Linked DNA regions of Anas platyrhynchos: region 1 is linked to region 2. Evidence: chromatin contacts called from public Hi-C data. All regions are on one chromosome and are shown on one strand. Each heading gives the region's core, a stretch centred on a gene start, on an enhancer-like site or on the middle of the called end of the contact. The rest is flanking DNA. Distances are from core to core; before and after follow the strand shown. Region 1 has its middle 41 kb from the start of BTG1. Region 2 holds the start of BTG1 (BTG anti-proliferation factor 1).

Evidence for each region. Hi-C and Micro-C count contacts between places; a contact is called where the count stands out from the background.
Region 1: a Hi-C map of subcutaneous adipose tissue shows a contact between it and region 2, with 1.7 times the contacts expected there. The contact joins the enhancer-like site here to the promoter of BTG1 in region 2. A contact is called at or near these places in 3 of 8 Hi-C or Micro-C datasets (liver, skeletal muscle and subcutaneous adipose tissue).

What each region holds. Positions count from the first base shown.
Region 1 is chr1:48,068,639-48,073,662 of IASCAAS_PekinDuck_T2T, forward strand. No RefSeq gene overlaps it. Among named protein-coding and RNA genes, the nearest start is that of BTG1, 41 kb to the left of the region's middle. Within about 2 kb of position 2,488, at least 2 of the 8 cell types and tissues checked have an H3K27ac peak or open chromatin away from gene starts, as enhancers often do. A contact at or near this core is called in subcutaneous adipose tissue, where this site is marked.
Region 2 is chr1:48,027,438-48,032,199 of IASCAAS_PekinDuck_T2T, forward strand. BTG1 (BTG anti-proliferation factor 1) reads left to right here and starts at 2,793. Exons shown (of 2, transcript XM_027451891.3): 1 at 2,793-3,163; 2 at 4,104-4,762. The coding sequence starts at 3,016. The coding sequence ends at 4,468.

The DNA of each region.
Region 1 (5,024 bases), core at 1,238-3,737, 41 kb after region 2:
GTTCAGCTGGAGCAGCTGGGATGGAAAAATATCAGGTCCCTCGGGGTTTCCTTCATGTGTCCTTGCCCAGGAAAGAAGAAAAAAAAGGAAATGTTTATTAAACCAAACCAAAACAACAACAGAAAAAATACCTTAAGTTAAATTCAAGACAAAAGGAAATAAATTGTCCGTAGGGAGGCTGGTGCATACTTGCATTCCCATTCCAATTGAAGTCTCTGGTAATTTTTTGACGATTTAAAGCATAACCAGGATTTCTCCACCAACAATGAAAACTTGGCCTTTCAATTGTTTGGAAAGTTAACTTTATTATTGTCTTTCTCTCATCCAGGGGTTTCTAGGAGAACTTTGTGCTGTAACACCAATATTTGCTCATGTTGTGAACCCATAGTGCTGATGGTGTATTGTCCTGTACTTGTTCACAACAGTAGGAAATGAGTAAAAAATATTGTCTAAAGAGAGCGAAGGTGTGTTTCATGCATTGATCTTGCATGAACAGGAATTTACAAATTTACAACAAGCAGAGAGAAACAGAGAGTTAGCAGTGTTATTCTCATAAGGAGCTCTTCTTCCCCTGTTAAGATATTGCCTGTTCTCTTGGAACATCACTGCACTGCAGATACACCCTATGTCATTGTTCACACAACATGGGTTTATAATAGATGTTTTTGTTCATTGGCTCAAATCTGAAAAGCTAGAGGGGAGTGTGAGGAGGGAAGAGTCTGAGTTCAGCAGAAGAGAAACTATTCAAATTTTAAGCTAAATTCAAAACCTAATTTAATTTGAGGGTTGTATAATTTATTTATTTATTTTTTATTGTCGTCTGAGTTATTTTAAAGCTAAATAATGCTGTTTTGAAAGGAAAAGTAAAATTAGAAAAAAAATGAATAGACATTTCAGCTCTGCCAAACAAGTGTTTCAATTTCAAAATTTTCAAAATAAAAATATAAATTATAATTATTATTATTTTTAAATTACTTTTTAGTTTGTCCCCCACCATATAGGTAAACTTGAAGTACTTTTTCCCTTTAAATTTCCTAAGGGCTGTAGGGATATGGAAATATATTAACCGCAAATACTTGATCCAGCTATAAAACTAAATAGCGACTGAAACATCTTCTGCTTGGGGATTGCAAATTGTGCTCTTTGCATTTTAGCCTCTGTGTGATGTGGTTTGCATATTATTCAACCTTCTCTTACCCATACTAGAAGACCCTGACAGAAGCTTGTGTGACGGACTGGCTGCTTCCTTCCATTCTCCATTATTCTTCACTGTGTGTATGCTTGTTATGGTGTGATTTGGTATTTAGGGTATTAGTCTTGTACAGGCTGGAAGCTATCATCTTTTGAAAAAGCTCCATTTGCAAAATATGGACCCAATAATGTATATTTGTGCCTATTCATTTTCACCCTTCCTGGGGAATATGTAGAAATAACTCTCTTCTGCCCACCAGAAATTCCTGTTCTGTGAGACATACTCTTCTCCAGTCTCCTCTTGGCTTTATCCAAAAATATATAATATTTAGCTATCATTCTTCTTCTACTAATGGAAAGATCCTAAAGTATCTTACCATGCCTGCTACCGTTTGAGTATCAGTTCCACATGCTTGTATGATTTCCTGTGAGATAATATTAGTTCTGCAGTGAAATCAGAGGGGAAAATAAATAAATAAATAAATAAATAAATAAATAAATAAAAGACTCAACAGTGCTTTTAAAGACAGTAATCTCAATGGAAACTGATAAATTGGTTCCATGATATGAGTGTTAGATGTAAAATCTTGTTCTAGCACGGGCTTCTGACTTTCTCTTTGGTTTTCTGGCTGATGATGGATGTTGTTGCTGCCACCTGTTTGAAGACAATTATGCAACTGGGACCATGGAATGATGTCCAGTTGCCTTTTTTAGAATATGAATAGAGCTTTTGAATTTGGCTGTTCTGAGCACTTTGGGGCTGAATCACTCTGTAGACTTGCCAGAGAAAGCGTTTAGCCTATGGACATGAGCCAAAGCCCACTGAATCTCACAGCAAGGCTCTTTTTGGCTTCAGTAGGCTCTGGCTCAAGCTCTATATGAATGAGAATCTCTTCTTGTGAATTAACTAAAATTTCTAATATTTAGTTTCTATTTTTCTTTTCCTATGGATTTTTACCTGTATTTTTCCACTTGAACCACTTCCACCTCACTCTGCTCCTCTCTGCTCTGAAACAGGGGTGTTGGGGCTGGTGGCAACACAGATGCTCAGACGCGAGAAAGTCAGGGGCAAGGAGCCATCTCAGAGCTCAGCTGCCTGAACTGTGCTGTATCCACTGTCCACTTTTACTTGCTTTTCATTTTTGAATGTGTGCTATTTTGAAATGCCTCAAATGCTGTTGGACTCCAGCCTATTTTGGACATGAGCATGTCATTTCCCCTCCCTTTGCTGCAATCACAGTTGGATCCTGCAGGCATTTCCCATAACAGGCCTCAGTTATCAACGGCAGTAGTTTTAGTGTATTTCCCTTTGCAAAGACTTTTGTTGCCAGATGGGAGTTGTTACTTGTTTATATCAGGCTATGAGTAATGCCTTTTTGCTAGCACTGTACACTTTTTTTTTTTTTTTTTTTTTTTTGACATTTACTCCTGTTATACAATGTTAGCTTTGCAAGTTATAAAGAACAACCTTTTACCCTCAGGTGTCCTTTTGTGGGCTTTTTGCACTTTTTTTTTTTTTTGAGATTTTTTTTTTTCCAAATTTAAAGGTAAAATGGATATATAATAATAGAAAAATAAATGATAAACTTTCCCAGTCTGTTACTCAGTGCTGTAAGTAGATGTTAAACATAGATTAGAGGGTCTGTTTACAGGTTTCTCAATCTTTATTTCTTTGTGATTATCCTTTATGTCTGTTACAGGGCTCACCTTTCATTCAGTTATCCTTGGCACTGTTGGGTGAAACCTAAATTTTACCAGCTCCGAGCACTTCCATTAAACGGTGGGATGAGCCTTTTATCTGCAGACCTCACTCCATCATAATTCATACACTAAGACCTTATCTTGTGAGTCATTGAGCATTTGCTGTGAGAGAAGCCCTCAATGCATGCTTATTCTGAGTATTGACTCAGCGTTTGGACCATCAGCCTGAAGTCATATCTTGATAGCAAAGACTTTTCACAATAACTTTAGCATCAATTTCATGCCTTTCATTTCACAGAGAGATAAAAATTTTTATCCATCCATCTGCTTGCTTCCCAACTTTTTCTGACCTTTTATTCCAACAAAGGTAGCTCTAGCACGGCTCTGCAGCTCTGTAGACTGTAGGGCATTGTACATTGCTATATGGTGTCAAAACTGTGTAGACATGTTCAGAACCAAACTGTGATATTTGTGCTACTGTTTGCATAGAAGGTAGAGACTTGTGCCAATTCCAAGACCTCCAGAAGTCCTTGGACAGCCCATGAGTGCCATGGTATTTCCCTTTTTTGCTTCTTCCACACCAGTACATAAAATCTGCTCCAAGAGCTCGGTGTAAGGAAAATTCTCAATTTCATGTAGTTCCCCAGAGGACCTATGGAACACGATCCCTGTAAACCTGCTAAGAAAATGTGTCTCTTTGAGCTTCCATACTCAATAAGCTAGTTTCACTTTTTTAACCCTATGAACCTGAATATATTTTCCATGCCCCATTGTAGTCAACTAGAACCTTCTGAGCTTTTTCTTGTCCACTTGAACTATCTTTTACAGATACTTAAGAAAGAGTCTTTAACAACCATAAAAACCCTTAGCCCTGAATATATGGGTAACATCTGCACTGTGCACTCTACAATGACAGTAATTTTAGGAGAAACTTGGCAGAACTTCTAATCTGATCCTAATTATATTGTTGTCTTTTACCTTTAGCCAGCATTTTGGAATGTCTTCCACTTAGGACTGAAAAAGCGTTTGTGAGAACATACAAAGAAATAAATGACTGTTGTTAAAACTCTGCCTTCTCTCTAGCAGTAACTCAGTGATGGAAAAGAAATGAAGGAAAAATATACCCTCAGGTATGCTTTCCTTGATGCATATAAATTCAGGTCCCATGAAAATATTTATCTGTAAATAAGCAGCTTGGTTTAGTCTTGTTTCTCAAGGTTATCGGGTTGCGGGGTGTAGTTTGCACTTGGTAATAAGTGAAAAACAAGTTTGATCACAGGAATTCTGTTATTTTCATCTGCAATATTATGCAAGATCAAGGTAACAAATTTTGTTGCCAGCTGGAGCTACAGGGTAACAGGCTGCTGCTGGTTTTCCCTGTAGACAACAGTAAAGAACACATTTTATGTCAAAGTAATTGCACTAACAGGTGCCGTTGAGCAACTGTGTTTTGGTTGCGACACTGCTGTGGCTCAGTGCTTACCACAAATGTTTATACAAAAAAAAAATCGGTTCTGCTTTTAAATTCCTATTCAAACTGACAAGAAAGAATAGGGTAAACAAGGGTGAAGCAATAACTACAGTTTAAAAGCTAGAAAGTTCCTTTCCCACTTCTGGTGGGTGAATACCGCTGCCCGATTACAAATCCTTCCTTGGGTGCTTATCACAACAACCATAAGCAACATCCCAGGCTGGCAACAGCAAGATCTGTAAGAAGGGGTGAGATTCTTAGGGCGAGATACATGGTGATGTGATTAGGTCACATATTTGGGGAATAATGTAATTTCATGCATCAGGCACCGAGCACTGACCGCTGCACAAGCAGTAGGACCTCTCCCCCTTGCCCTCATCGCGTGCTCAGCCCCAAGGCCTGCAGCTCCAGCTGTGGGAAGGGCGGTGAGGTGAGGAGCAGCAACGGGAGGGCTGGCAGCCTAGCGCCTGGGAGCCGGCAGCACTTTGGAGGAGAGCAATTGCAGAAAGCTCGGAGAACATTGCTTCAGAGCCCCCTAATCTTATGAAGTAAGCTTACCTGGAGCTGAAACACTGCATGCTGGGGCTGAAAACCTCATGCTGCCCTGAGGCTGTATTTACAGCATTGTAGGTATATACAGTGATGTAATGGCACTGTTATA
Region 2 (4,762 bases), core at 1,543-4,042:
CACAGATAAAAGTAGTTGTATTTCTATTACTTGTTTCCATGATGACAGAACTCACAAAGCGCTAGGCTCTCTCCAAACCAATAGTGAGAAACAGTGCCTGCCAAAACAACATGAAAGAAATGTTGTAAAGGTTGCATTGTATTGCTTAAAAGTTAGGAAATATCAGAAGCTGGGTTGCCAGTACAACCTTAATTCAACCCTTCTGTGCATATTCATTATGATACAGTCTTTAATTACATGATCACAAACTCTTTTCTTTATTTTCTCTCCCTAGGGCCTCTGCTTCATTTAAAGTATCAGATGGGCTGAATAAGGCAGTTGTTAAATGTTTACATTTCTCCTCTTCAGCACCCTGCTGTCAAGGTATCAGTGGGTATCTTGCACTATTGCCCAGGCAAACTTTCTCCTCTCTGCCTGGAGTTGCCAGGACAGGGGTGCACAGCTGAGACCTGGCCAGAGAAAAGAAGAAGCACTTTGTCTTCTCCAAAATGCAAAGGTGCCAAAGAATCTCAGAGCAAAATAGTAGATCACTTAAACACATTGGCATTCTGGCAGAAAGCTAAGGTACAAACCAGCAGCCATCCTAAGGTATAACTGGCTTCTCTGGCATTCTCCAGTGAGGTCCTATCAAGGAAAGTCAACTTTCCCTGATCCTGTGAGCTGTCTGCCAAACACTTCATCATCACTAAGAGCCTGCACACGTTGAAGATGAGGCTCTCTGGAGTGTTTCACAGTCAGGAAGTGGCAGCAGCTCCTTACCTATCCCCCTGCAGCACTGAGATGGAGGCGGACGTGGCCAGACTGGGAAAACAAGACAGTTCTCTGCATCAGAAGCTCCTTCTGCCTTGCTCCCTCCCACGGCCAGAGACGAGGTCCTGCTGGCAGGTATCTCACCGAGCCTTAGCCTCAAAGTTACATTTGAACTGCTTGCTGCTTTGCAGTAAGAACACCAAGGGAGTTCATTCCTCACTGGCAGACTGGATCTATGTGCACAGTCATTTATCCTTTCCACAGACAAGACCCTCCTTATAGGTGCTGTAATGGTTTAGAAGCAATCAAAACTATCAGAACTTCTTGATCGGCAAAATGGTCTGAATTTATTGAATTGCAGGTCATTTGAGGGAAGACCTTTGATAAAGTTTAAAATAAAAATGAAAAAAAAAATGAAATTTCTCCCTCTCTCACAGAGTGTGGGACAAGGTGCATGCTGCCATTTTCTTCATGTAAAATTCAAGTATGATGATTCAAATCTGATCTGAACAGTCTTGCTCTCCATAACAGCTGTGGCAAGCTGAGGAGAGCTTGTTAAACCTGTTTTAGGGTGCTCCTACATAAGACCACTTATCTACTTTGGAGTTCCTAAAACTCCTTCTGAGTGTTTGATGCTGGTTGGCACTAAGGAGGGGAGCTGAGAAACTGGCCCAGATGAAGCTTGGATCCAAGCAGAGGTGGCAAGTGCCACATGCATGTTACACTCATTATTATTATTATTTTGTTGTTGTTAAACTATTTCCAGTAGTTATTTTGTTGTAACTGAGAAGCTCTGTCAGTAAGGTCAATTTTGTATGAGAGAAGTGGGCTTTTCCTGTAGGTTGACTGACCTGGTTGTAAAAGAGAGTCATCTGCTGCTTTGAGGTCTGAAAGGAAACAGCAAATGCCAACCTGATCAGAAATGGCTGCTCTGGCTGTTTCTTACACATGCTGGGGAAGCACTGGGGAAGAAGGGATGGCTGATACCTGTGGAGCAGCAAGAAAAGGGGTCAGCCTGCCAGCTCCTCCCTTCTCACAGGACAGGACAGCCTGTGATCGCTAACGAGATATACTCAGAGGTTGGTGGCGGAACAATAGATGAGACCGCGCTCTGAAAGTACACCAAGGTTTTTAGTATGCAGTAAAGCTGTGGACTTAAGCTCCCAAGATTATCTTTTGAAGGTATTTTGCAGATCCCTCTTGTGCTTAGAGAGCCAGAGCCCCTTGAGGCTGAGTGCCTGGGATAGAATCGCTCCTGAGCGCGGAGAAGCAGGCTGGAAGCGCTGTTCAGGTACACCTCCAACATCACACCACCCCAAGTGCTGTATTTTCACCTTTTATTCAAATTATTTCACTGATTTATTTTTATGTAGTTCGTTATTAATTTATTTTTGCTGAAAAAAAAAATAAAAAGACTTTTTTTTTTTTTTTAAATGTGCCTCCAGTGGTTGTGCTTCTGCTCTCCGGCTGGAAGCAGCGAACATGTAAACACCAAAACACCAGGCTGCGTTGCATTTGCAGCTTCGCGTAGGAGCAGGGTGTGCAATAACCGAGGGGAAGAGCGAATTTTCCACCTTAAAAAGAAAAAAAAAAGCCGCACTTGGAGCTCTCCACAGAACACGCTGCTGTTCTCATCCCCCCTTTGGCGTTGCACTCGCGGGGGTGCTTTCCCCTCTCCCTTCTCCCACCCTTCTCCGGCAGCAGCCCGCCCGGTGCCGCGGCGGGGCGCGCTCCCGCGGGCCGTGCGGCTGACGTGTCGCTGCTCTCCCCGGATACAGCGCGGCGCCGTGCCCTGCGCACCCCCGCGCGCCGCGCGCCCCCGCTCTATTTGTTTACAACCGATTACGTCACCCCCACCCCCCCTTCCCCTCCCTCCCCTCCCTCCCCTCCTTCCCCTCCCCTCCCCGCTCTGCCCCCGCCCTGCGCCCGGCTCCGTCACAATGGTGCGATCGCCCCATTGGCGGCGGCGCGCCCCCGGTTCCCCGACGCCACTTCCTACCGCGGGCGGCTATAAGAGGCGGCGCGCGGCGGGCGGCTCCCTTCGCCCCGCGCCGCAGGAGATGCGGGCAGCGCTGCCGCGGCCGCCGCCGCCGCTGCCGCCGTGCCGCAGGAGGAGGAGGCGGAGGCTGCCGCCCCCGCCATGTGAGCTGGGCGCCGCCGCCCGCGCCTCGCCCAGTTAGAGCCGAGCCCGGCCCGACCAGACCCGTCCCGTCCCGACCCGACCAGACCCGACCCGACCGAGCGCCCCCGCCGGCCGCCGCCTCCATGCATCCCGCCCTGTACACCCGGGCCAGCATGATACGCGAGATCGCCGCGGCCGTGGGCTTCATCTCCAAGTTCCTGCGGACCAAGGGGCTGATGAACGAGCGGCAGCTGCAGACCTTCAGCCAGAGCCTGCAGGAGCTGCTGGCAGGTGAGGGAGGGCGGCCCGGCAGCGAGGGGCAGCGGGCGCCCCCCGGGCTGTGCGCGGAGCCCCCCCCCCCCCCACACACACACCCCGATCCGATCCGCCCCGCTCCGCAGACAAAGCCCGGCCGCGGGGCCCCCGGGTCGCTCTCGGGGCTGGTTCCGCCCCCGTGAGGAGCCGTCGGGGCAGGACGGGGCCCGGTTCCTCTTCTGGAGGCACCGCGCGGCCGCCCTCAGGCTCCGGTTGGGGTCGGTGGCGCCCGGATCCCGGCTGCCCCCGAGGCTCTGTAGCGCCCAGAGCGGGGCCCAGGCGGTGCTGGCGGGGGCCGGTGCCTTGTGCCGCGGGTACCGCCGAGCTTGGGGTGTCGGGAGGGGGAAAAGTCCAAAGGTAAGTGAAGCCGTGGGTACCTCGCCCCGGAAAAGTGGCCGGGAAGAGTGCTGGTGAAATACAGCCTGAGTCAATACACGCTGCCCAGCCGCTTCCCTGTTTATTTTTAGTCACTCTTACGACGTGAGGAACTAAGCCTGGCTGCGATTCCCAAATTATGCTGAAAAGGCACTTTTTTTTTTTTTTTTTTAACCTTGGTTCGTGGCGTTTCAAAGCCCTCAAACTTCTCTGCTTTGTATGCAAGATCCTCGTTACATGTATTTTTATGAATACTAGGAAGTTACATCTCACTCCTTTCTGATGGCAGACATTGTTCTCCATGTATGGTAGAATGAAACAATAACTTTGTGCGTGCGTGGTCCCCAAGGGACCCTGCGTTCATGTAAATCATCAGCAAAATAGAAGCCATGATGATTTTTCAGGTCATTTGATTCTAAAATAATAAGCGTCTCAACATCTAGAGTTGTGAAACTATGCAAGAGAACACTGATCGCTGCAAAACCTTGTGAAGACAGAATTAAGGAGGATAATCTTTTTTTTTTATTTTTTTATTTTGTAGAACATTACAAACACCACTGGTTCCCAGAAAAGCCATGCAAGGGATCAGGTTACCGATGTATCCGGATCAACCATAAAATGGATCCTCTCATTGGACAGGCAGCACAGCGGATTGGATTGAGCAGTCAGGAACTGTTCCAGCTTCTTCCAAGCGAACTCACTCTATGGGTTGACCCGTATGAAGTGTCCTATCGTATTGGAGAGGATGGCTCGATCTGCGTGCTGTACGAAGCTGCACCAGCAGGAGGTAGCCAAAATAACACCAACATGCAAATGGTAGACAGCAGAATAAGCTGTAAGGAGGAACTTCTCTTGGGCAGAACTAGCCCTTCCAAAAGCTACAATATGATGACTGTATCAGGTTAAGATATAGTCTGTGGATGGATCACCTTAAAATGGATGGATAAATTTGGTTTTTACTTTGGGTGGGCACCTCTGGGGATGGATTATGGAATTTAAACCATGTCACAGCTGTGAAGATCTGGCACACGTTAGAGTGGTATACTTTAAAGTGACAGTGCCATAGTTTGGACAGTACCTTTCAGTGATTTAATAGCCTGTGAGTCAAAATGATTACAACTTGCTAGAGAGTGAAGAAGATCTAGGGAGGGTCAGTTTCTCCAAGACATCTTACTTAATTTCTACACCAATTCTTGCAAC